Regions from separate parts of the Macaca mulatta genome. Here region 1 is linked to region 2. A link is a contact called in public Hi-C data. All regions are on one chromosome and are shown on one strand. Each heading gives the region's core, a stretch centred on a gene start, on an enhancer-like site or on the middle of the called end of the contact. The rest is flanking DNA. Distances are from core to core; before and after follow the strand shown. Region 1 holds the start of PTPN12 (protein tyrosine phosphatase non-receptor type 12). Region 2 holds the start of TMEM60 (transmembrane protein 60).

What was found. A called contact is a pair of places that touch in the nucleus more often than the background predicts.
Region 1: a contact with region 2 is called in a Hi-C map of fetal cortex germinal zone, with 2.7 times the contacts expected there. The contact joins the promoter of PTPN12 here to the promoter of TMEM60 in region 2. A contact is called at or near these places in 2 of 14 Hi-C or Micro-C datasets (fetal cortex germinal zone and fetal cortical plate).

What each region holds. Positions count from the first base shown.
Region 1 is chr3:141,999,307-142,003,790 of T2T-MMU8v2.0, reverse strand. It overlaps PTPN12 (protein tyrosine phosphatase non-receptor type 12), which reads left to right and starts at 3,168. Exons shown (of 18, transcript XM_015134192.3): 1 at 3,168-3,715. The coding sequence starts at 3,617.
Region 2 is chr3:141,721,437-141,725,511 of T2T-MMU8v2.0, reverse strand. TMEM60 (transmembrane protein 60) reads right to left here and starts at 1,413. Exons shown (of 2, transcript NM_001193703.1): 1 at 1,237-1,413. It also overlaps a transcript of PHTF2 not described here.

The sequences.
Region 1 (4,484 bases), core at 1,919-4,418, 280 kb before region 2:
GCCCAGCCCGACCATCTCTACTAAAAATTCAAAAAAATTACCCGGGCGTGGTGGCAGGCGCCTGTAATCCCAGCTACTGGGAGGCTGAGGCAGGAGAATCGCTTGAACCCAGGAGGCGGAGGTTGCAGTGAGCCAAGATCGCACCACTACACTCCAGCCTGGGCGACTAAAGGAGACTCCGTCTCAAAAAAAAAAAAAAAAAAAAAAAAAAAGAATTGAAATCCTTGGAGATAGTTTACACAAATTTTCCCAAACCTAGCAGTAGATGCCAAAAGTAGCCGCTGAGAACTGAAGAAACTCTCAAGTGTTGCAAGAAAGAGAGAGAAGCTTGCCAGTAAGAGGAAACATGTTTAAAAAGACTAAAAACACCAGCCAAAATGGGACTCAATACCTTAAACAAGTAACACTTCTTACCCAACACTATACCACACGGTAGTAGACTGTTACACAACTTGTCCAGCATATCATCTTTACCGATCACTGTCTGGTTGGTACATTGTTTTGAACCATCAAAAGCGGAGGTACTCCTGATCATCTTTCCATTTCTCTGCTTACAGTCGAATTTCTCTCCCATTTCTGAGGGGGAAAGGGCCATTTACAGTGAGCATGATCAAGCCGTGATTCTGGCATTTCCTCACATCTGGTGAAACTGAGTCTCAGTAACTGGTTAAAGTAAAATACTGCAGGCCCTTTTATCAAATAAAGTTTACCTTAGAAATTAAATTATTCCTCTAAGTGAATTTTTGAAATACAGAGCACAACTGTATCTCTTTGCATGCACACACGTATATAAATGCATAGGAAAAAATTTGGAAGGGCATAACTTGAAGTGCATTTTTTTTCTTTTCTTTTCTTTTTTTTTTTTTTTGGAGACGGAGTTTCGATCTTGTTGCCCAGGCTGGAGTGCAATGGTGCGATCTCGTTCAATGCAACCTCCCCCTCCCGGGTTCAAGCGATTCTCCTGCCTCAGCCTCCTGACTAGCTGGGATTACAGGCATGCGTCACCACGCCCGGCTAATTTTTTTGTATTTTTAGTAAAAACGGGGTTTCAGCATGTTGGCCAGGCTGGTCTCGAACTCTTGACCTCAGGTGATCCTCCCACCTCGGCCTCCCAGTGTTGGGATTACAGGCATGAGCCATCGCGCCTGGCTTTCCCCTCCTCCCTCCCCGAGACGGAGTCTCGCTCTTTCACCCAGGCTGCAGTGTGGTGGCACGATCTCGGCTCACTGCAACCTCCACCTCCCAGGTTCAAGCGATTCTCCTGCCTCAGCCTCTGGAGTACCTAGGACTGCAGGCGTGCATCACCACACCCGGCTTTGTATTTTTAGTAGAGACAGAGTTTCACCATATCCGCCAGGTTGGTCTGGAGCTCCTGACCTCAAGTGATCCGCCCACCTCGGCCTCCCAAAGTGCTAGGATTACAGGCGTGAGCCACTGCACCCGGTCTGACGTGCCTATTTCTGGGGTGGATATATTAGTTGGATTATTTTAAGAGAAATATTTTCCTTTTTTTGAAGAAGTAAATAAACTGTATCCTGTTACACCTATTTTCTTTCTTTTTCTTTTTTTATGAGACAGGGCCTCAGTCTCGTCGCCCAGGTTGGTGTGCAGTGGTGTGATCACGGCACACTGCAACCTCCGCCTCCTGGTGATCTTCCCATCTCGGCCTCCCAAAGTGATGGAATTACAGGCATGAGCCACCACGCCCGGCCTACACCTGTTTTCTTCTATGAGTTTTTCACTAAATTCCATAGTGCTCCTAACTTTCATCTAATAAAGTATTCTACCACTGATATTTCCTATTATAACCAAATTCCCTGCTCTGTACAAAAACGTTTGTGGGTATAAATGATGAAATTCAGTTCACGGATCAAATCCTTCAGTTCTGTCACATTGTGAGAGGCCACTGTTGTGAAAGTAAAATAACTTGTGTTCTAGTTACGGCTCTGCTAAGAATACTCTGGGGGATGTCAGGAAGTCGCTTTATTTGTAAAATGATGAGTTAGACCAGAATAAATTCTCTGATAGAAGTTTACAAAGATGAATAAAGATTTATAGGCCAGGCACGGTGGCTCACGCCTAGAATCCCAACGCTTTCGGAAGTTGAGGGGGTGAGGATCCCCAGTGCACAGAAATTTGAGATCAGCCTGGGCAACCTAGTGAGACCCCTTCTCTACCAAAACTAAACAAATAAATAATAAATTTTAAAAATGTATTAGCTGGGCTTGGTGATGTACTGAGGTAGGAGGATCCCTTGAGCCCAGGAGTTCAAGGCTGCAGCGAGCCGTGATCATAGCACTGCACTATGGGCGATAGAGCAAGACCTTAGCTCTGGGGAAAAAAAAAAAAAGATTTAATAGATTTATAAATAAAGTCCATTCTACTGAGGGAAGTCTCTTATTCAGTTATGAACTGCTGCGAACCTCAAGGCAGGAAGGCAAATTTCCTTCAGTTCGGCAAACACGAAGATCCCACACCCGCGTCATCCGGGAAGAAGGCACTCCGAACCTCAGGCGCTCACTCGCCAGGTTTAAGAGGATGCGCAAATAATAAAAGTCCTCTCACCCAGGAAGCGTTTCACTTCCCTTAGCTGAGCCACACTCCAAGGTGCCGAAGCCTAATTGCTATCCACTCTCACCAATCCGTTACCAAAATGAGCATCTACCTGCCGCGAACGTGGCGGTGACACTACTACAGTTCCCAGCCTGCCTCCAGCCAGCCCTCGCCCGCCCCCACTCCTGGACTCCACAGGCCGTGACTTGTAGGCCCAGTCCACGGCTGGCGGCGGTGCGGGACTCCTGAAAACTGCTTCTCTTCCCTAGTAGGCGGTGAGACCGCAAATTCCAGCAGAATCCTACTCTGATACACTACTGCTTGCCCCGCTCTGAGTCGCATTCCCTCCTTCGGAGGAACCAACTCTCCTCCCGACGCTACTCCGACCTCTAAGATCCCTGAACGGGGCCACGCCCCGGAAGTGGAGTCAGGTCTCCAGGCCGCCCGCTGAAGTGCCTTCCAGCCACTCCAAGCGGGCCTGGGGCCGGCAGGGCGGGCTTGGGGGCGTGGCCGGGAGGCGGGCGGGGATGGATCAGCAGGCGCGGCGCTTGGGGCGGAGCCGCAGCGCGAGGCCGCGCATCTGGGTGGCGGCGGGGACGCGCCCGTGGGGAGAGGCGGCTGCGGCTGCGGCTGCTGGCGGGGGGTGGGGGGGAGGAAGAACCGGGAAGGGGGGGCAGGGCGAGCGGAGAGCTAGCTGTGTTCCTGAGGCGGCGGCGGCGGCGGCGGCGGCGGCGGCGGCGGCGGCGGCGTCTCCGACGGAGGAGGAGGGCGGGGAAGGAGGATGGAGCAAGCTGGGGGTTGGGGTTGGCGCTAGCCGCAGCGGCTCGCCTGGTACTGTGGGAGAGCGGCGGCTGCTCCTGGAAGTTGTGGTGTCGGGAGCCCAGCCGGTGCCGCCGCAGCCGCCGCCTAGGGCAGTGGGGAGGAGGAGGGAGCCGCGGGGCTTGGCGGGGGTCGGGAGGGAGGGACGTGCTGGGGAAACGAGCTGGGGAAGACGGAGCGGGCTCTGCGCCGGGCGGGCGGGCGGCGGGGGGGCCAGCGACCGCAGCCGGGGGGACGCGGGAGGATGGAGCAAGTGGAGATCCTGAGGAAATTCATCCAGAGGGTCCAGGCCATGAAGAGTCCTGACCACAATGGGGAGGACAACTTCGCTCGGGACTTCATGGTGAGTCTCTCCCCTCGCTGTCGCCTTGTCTCGCCGGCGCCGGAGCCCATCGCCGCCTCTCCCGGCCGGGCCGCCAGTGCTTTGTGTACCTCTGTGAGGAAAGGGGCGGAGGGGGCGCGCACCAGCCCGGTGGGCCGGGTGGTCTTGGAAGCCGGCGGGAATCGAGAGCGCCTCCCGCCGTGGCCTCCTTTCTTCTCCCATGTTCGCGACCCCCGCGCGGGCGCCCGGGGCGCGAAGGGAGCGGCCGAGCGGCCGAGCCTGCAGCCTGCACCGCGGCTCGCGACCACCTATTGTTTACCCGGCCGGGAGCCGGAGACTAGTGAGGTGCAGGCCGGGGGGTGCTCGCGTTTCCACATCTCCCCGCCCAGTCCGCTCCTCCCAGGAGGGTCGAGGCAGGGTATCTGGCTGTGACCGGGAGGAGTGCAGATCGTGGCTGACAGAGGAACGGGGGAATTGAGGTTGGCACTAACTCCTGGGATCCCTTTGCTTTAGCTGGTCTCAAAGCGGGCAAGGTAGGACTTCTGCCGTTTCTGGGGTCGCAATCATGATCTCCAACGCTTGGGAAAGGATTGTCCATAAGGAATCTCATGGGTTTACCTAATTTCCATTTACCCGCGTCCCGCTTCTCCTCTCTTGAGACCCAGGTTTAAGGTGATCTTGGGGTCCGGTTCAGGGGATAAGTGTGGGTGGGGGGGATTATCCTGAAGGAAACCGACTTCGGACTCCCCAGGGGATATTGCCGAAGGCGAAGGGGATGTGACTATCACTT
Region 2 (4,075 bases), core at 164-2,663:
GCAGTACTTTTGCTCCTAAGGAGGCATTTTTCTGTGTTGGTTTCCTTTCCCGGCCAGAGGCTGCCATATAGTGGGATGTGGGACTGAATTTGGAAGCAGGGTTGGATGGGTGTGTGTTGATTAATAACCATGGATGGATTTCATCCTGTAAATTGCACAATCCCCATCTCCAATCTATCTGGCCGTTTTTGTGAACCTCTGAAAAACGGTTTACGATTATACATTTGCTTAAACCTAACTGTTCCATCTGCCATCGGATAAGACAAGCTTCATTTTTTTCTTATATTTGGCTGCACTCACCACAGGTGCTTTAAGGCTGGAGGTGAAAGGATGCAAGTAACAATCTTATCGTGCCTACAAGATTTATAATGTGGGATGTAACAAAATTCTGTTATGTTCTTGCACGAAAATACCCTCAGTGGGGAAGCACTGCTGATACTTAAATGACGATTGAAGGATTGTACGCTTGTAGGCTGAGCTACAACGATGACATACGATCCCAGTTTTACATTTACGTCTTCATCAATTTGGGCAGTCGTTATGTTTCCTACTATTCTCTCCACATGAAAGGGGGAGGTGCGTACTCCAAAAATGTGCTCAACTAAAATGTTTCCCATTTAAGGTGGCTATTTCCTGCACTAGGAAGACACTTAAATATTTGTTAATGATTCCTTATTCATTTTTAAAACCTTCGGAGTGACCCCGTTATGGAAATATATAGAGCCCCACCCACATCGCCCGCGGGTGGGTATCAGCCCCCATTTCCCTTCTCTCGCCACTGCCAGTACTCTACCAAGTGAACCTGCCTCATCCCAAAGATAATTTTGCTTCATGAGTCCACATATTTATTCTTCATAATGAGTCGCTTTTGAAAAGCCTTGCAGCAACGGCCTTGCCAAAGGAACAGCGTTCTGCTTACAACTTAGCTTATCTGGGGGCCTACTTGCCCCTGGAACTTCAGGACGCTCCTAAACTATACTTGCCCTTCTGCAAACACCGACAGTCGGCTCGCGGCGCCCCACCCGGACGCTCCCCTTTTATGGGCTGTGGGCCCAGCACACGTTGGAGTTTACCACGGTTCCTGCTGGATGCGCACAGAAGCCCTGGAGCCAAGCAGGCGTGTGCGCGTTTGGGGCTGGCTGTGTGATGGGTTGGGGGTCGGCCGCACAGCCCACGGAAGCATCAGGAGACCAGCGCCGGTCTACCGTGCGGGCTAGGGCAGAGCCCCAGACTCACCTGGCAGCGCCACCGGCCGGAGAGCGGAGAGGGACGCGAAGATCAGGAAATTCGCCAGTTTGGATGCTTGTCCTTTTCCGCACTTTTCCCCCCATTAAATCCAGAACCCGTCACATGATAATTAAGAAAAAAATTCAGTTCCGCCTCCCCAAAACACTGCGTTATAGGATCTCTCAGTCCTACCTCAGTGCCGCGCCCACATCCGGGGCTGGTTCTCACCGCCCCTGAGCCTATCCTATAGGTAGGGAGGACGCCAATCTGGATTCAGAGGTCCCTTTTCCGCGGTAATTGGACCATTTGTCCTCCGGTGTAAACCAACCGACTTTCCTAACTTTCGGGTTGGACAGAAAGGCGGCAATAAAAAGCCCCATTGGTCCCGCCTCTCTACTGTCACGGGTTAGGAGGGAAATCAGTCCAAGTTCAGCCTGGAGTTTCCGTGCTCCCATTGGGCCCACAGATGTTAATCAGAGCAGCCGGCGCTCAGCTCCGCCCTCTCGGGACGCCCCGCCCCTCCTCCCATCCTCCCTGCCCGCGCGCAGTGACTGCAGGCTCCGGCGCAAAATCCTGCGGGAGAGGGGGTGGGGCAACGCTCTGGAGGCAGCGCGCCCGCCGGCAGCCTCGTTGTGGCTCCTCGGGCTCTGTCGGCGGCGGCGCTAGCCTCGGAGTCTCCCGCGCGCACCTCAGCCGCCTCCTAGCGGCGCGGCGCCCGCTCCTACGGTAAGAGCGGCATCACCTCCGCGCTCGGGTGGGCCGTGTGGAGGTCGTCGAGTTCTGACACAATCTCGAGGATGGATCGGGACGAGGGAGGATAGCGGTCGTCGGGATGGAGGTGGGGGCTCCGGGGCCAGCGCGTCGCCCTCCGCCGCCGGCGTCTTTCCCGGCAGTCTCCCGTACCTGAGGGCCGGAGTCAGCCGCGACCCCCTCCTATCAGTCGGCTGGTGGCGGAGGCTCAGCCGCCTTCCCCCCGAGCTCGCGCGGTCCTCAAGCCTTGATGGTGACGGGCCGAACCCCAGCACCGCCACCCGCCCCTCGGGCCCCGCTCCCAGGCCCCTGTCCTTTGCTTCCTTCCCTTAGCGCTGTGCTGAGGGGACGTCGGGTCCTGGAAGGGCGTTCAGGGGTCTCGGGTGGCTAGCCCGGCGGGCAGGGAGAGGTCAGCTAGCGGCCGGAGGAGCGGGCTCGGGGAGGGGGGGGGGCGGCGGCTCGCGCGCTGGCGGAGGTGGAAGGAGGGTCGCTGCCCTGCCCCCTCTGAGCAGGCGGCAGTCGAGTTTTCCGATCCCAACACGGCGGAGAGGGTGCTGAGATGCTAGGCATGGGCCTTAAGGGGTAGTTCCCGTCTGGAAACAATACCGTGCTCCAACAGCATGCTTCGGTTTTTCTTATTTTTATCTGCCCAGTGTTGACAGCCAGCATTCTGGTATTGTCCTTCGAGTCATGGCTTTCTAACTCAGCACCTCCTTGTGTAACTTCAGGGATCATTCTGTCACTAATCTGTCACCCTTTTTATTTTTAGCGTGGCAAAAACAAGGAACTGCCTTATACTAACCTGTGCAGGATCTGGAACAATTTATTAATCTCAGTGCGTACTTTACATGCCAAGTAATTTTGAAATTCATGGTGAATATTAAATATTTTGTAGTTTTCGGTTACTTTCTTTGTGTATAGTATATCCTCCTTGCTTTGAGACTACTTTTTAGGTGTGATACTTTAATCTTACAGTTTTTGGTTAGCTTTTGCCATTTTAAAACGTTTTTTTCATTTTTTTTCCTCCAAGACTTTGGCTAGAGACTTAGTATTTGATCTTGTTTTCAGGTATTTTTGTAAAGTTTGTTTTCTTTCAAACTGGGCTTTTTTCACCGTATTTTTAATACTGGAAGGGGAATTCTGAGAGTCTGGAAACTGCGCACTTTAGCCTAAAGAGCCACAAAACAGTATAACAATTTGAAATCCTAACTTGGATATGGTGTATGGACTGCAAATTTTAAGAGAAGGAAATGGATATGCCTTATCAGTTGCAGTGGCTCAACCTCCATAACCTAGAGGAGAGGAATCTGGAGGTCTGGGGAGAATGAGCCGTGTCTGGGGCCAGAAACAAAGTGGTTCCAGGAAATTTTTTTGCTCCAGAAATAGCCTGCCTCCCACACAGACTAGCTGTCTGAATGCATCTGATAGTTTTAGGTTAGGTGTTAGTGAGGTGGAGAGTTTTCGTGTTCTAATTTTGACCACTTTCTGGTGGAGCATGAAAATGTGGTGAGTAAACAAGTATAGTATACAATAGGGGCACTCTTGCATAGTCAAGCCTCCAAGAGTAAACTTTCTTTGAGCCCAAACTGGCACTGGACAGTTGGCCTTAAAAATAAGGTGACCCACCCAGTTTTTAAACCATGAACCTTTTTTGGCTGGTCCATTTAATGCAGAATTGCAAGGAATTTGTAACGAAAAAAACCTTCACTAAAATGAAGAGAATTTAGGGTGTCATGTGGATAAAATGAGACTTGAAATAGTTGGACTACTTGTATATTATTTAATCATTTTAGTCCTGTGAGATGGGTACTGATTACTGTCATTTTATAGATGAGCAAACCAAGACTTAGTTAACTAATTTGTTCAAGATTTCTTCACTAATGAGTCAGTAGAGGTGAGATTTACACCTATACACTCTGATTCCAAAGCCTACATTCCAAGCCATTATACTTTATTACCACAGTAAAATTGGATTCTTGGAGACTTTATAGTAGGAGACTACTCAGTGGAAAATAATGCTGCAAAACCGTAAATTGAATCCACTATTGTACATAGTAACACTTTGAGATCATTGTATAATAGGCACTATTGGATTTTG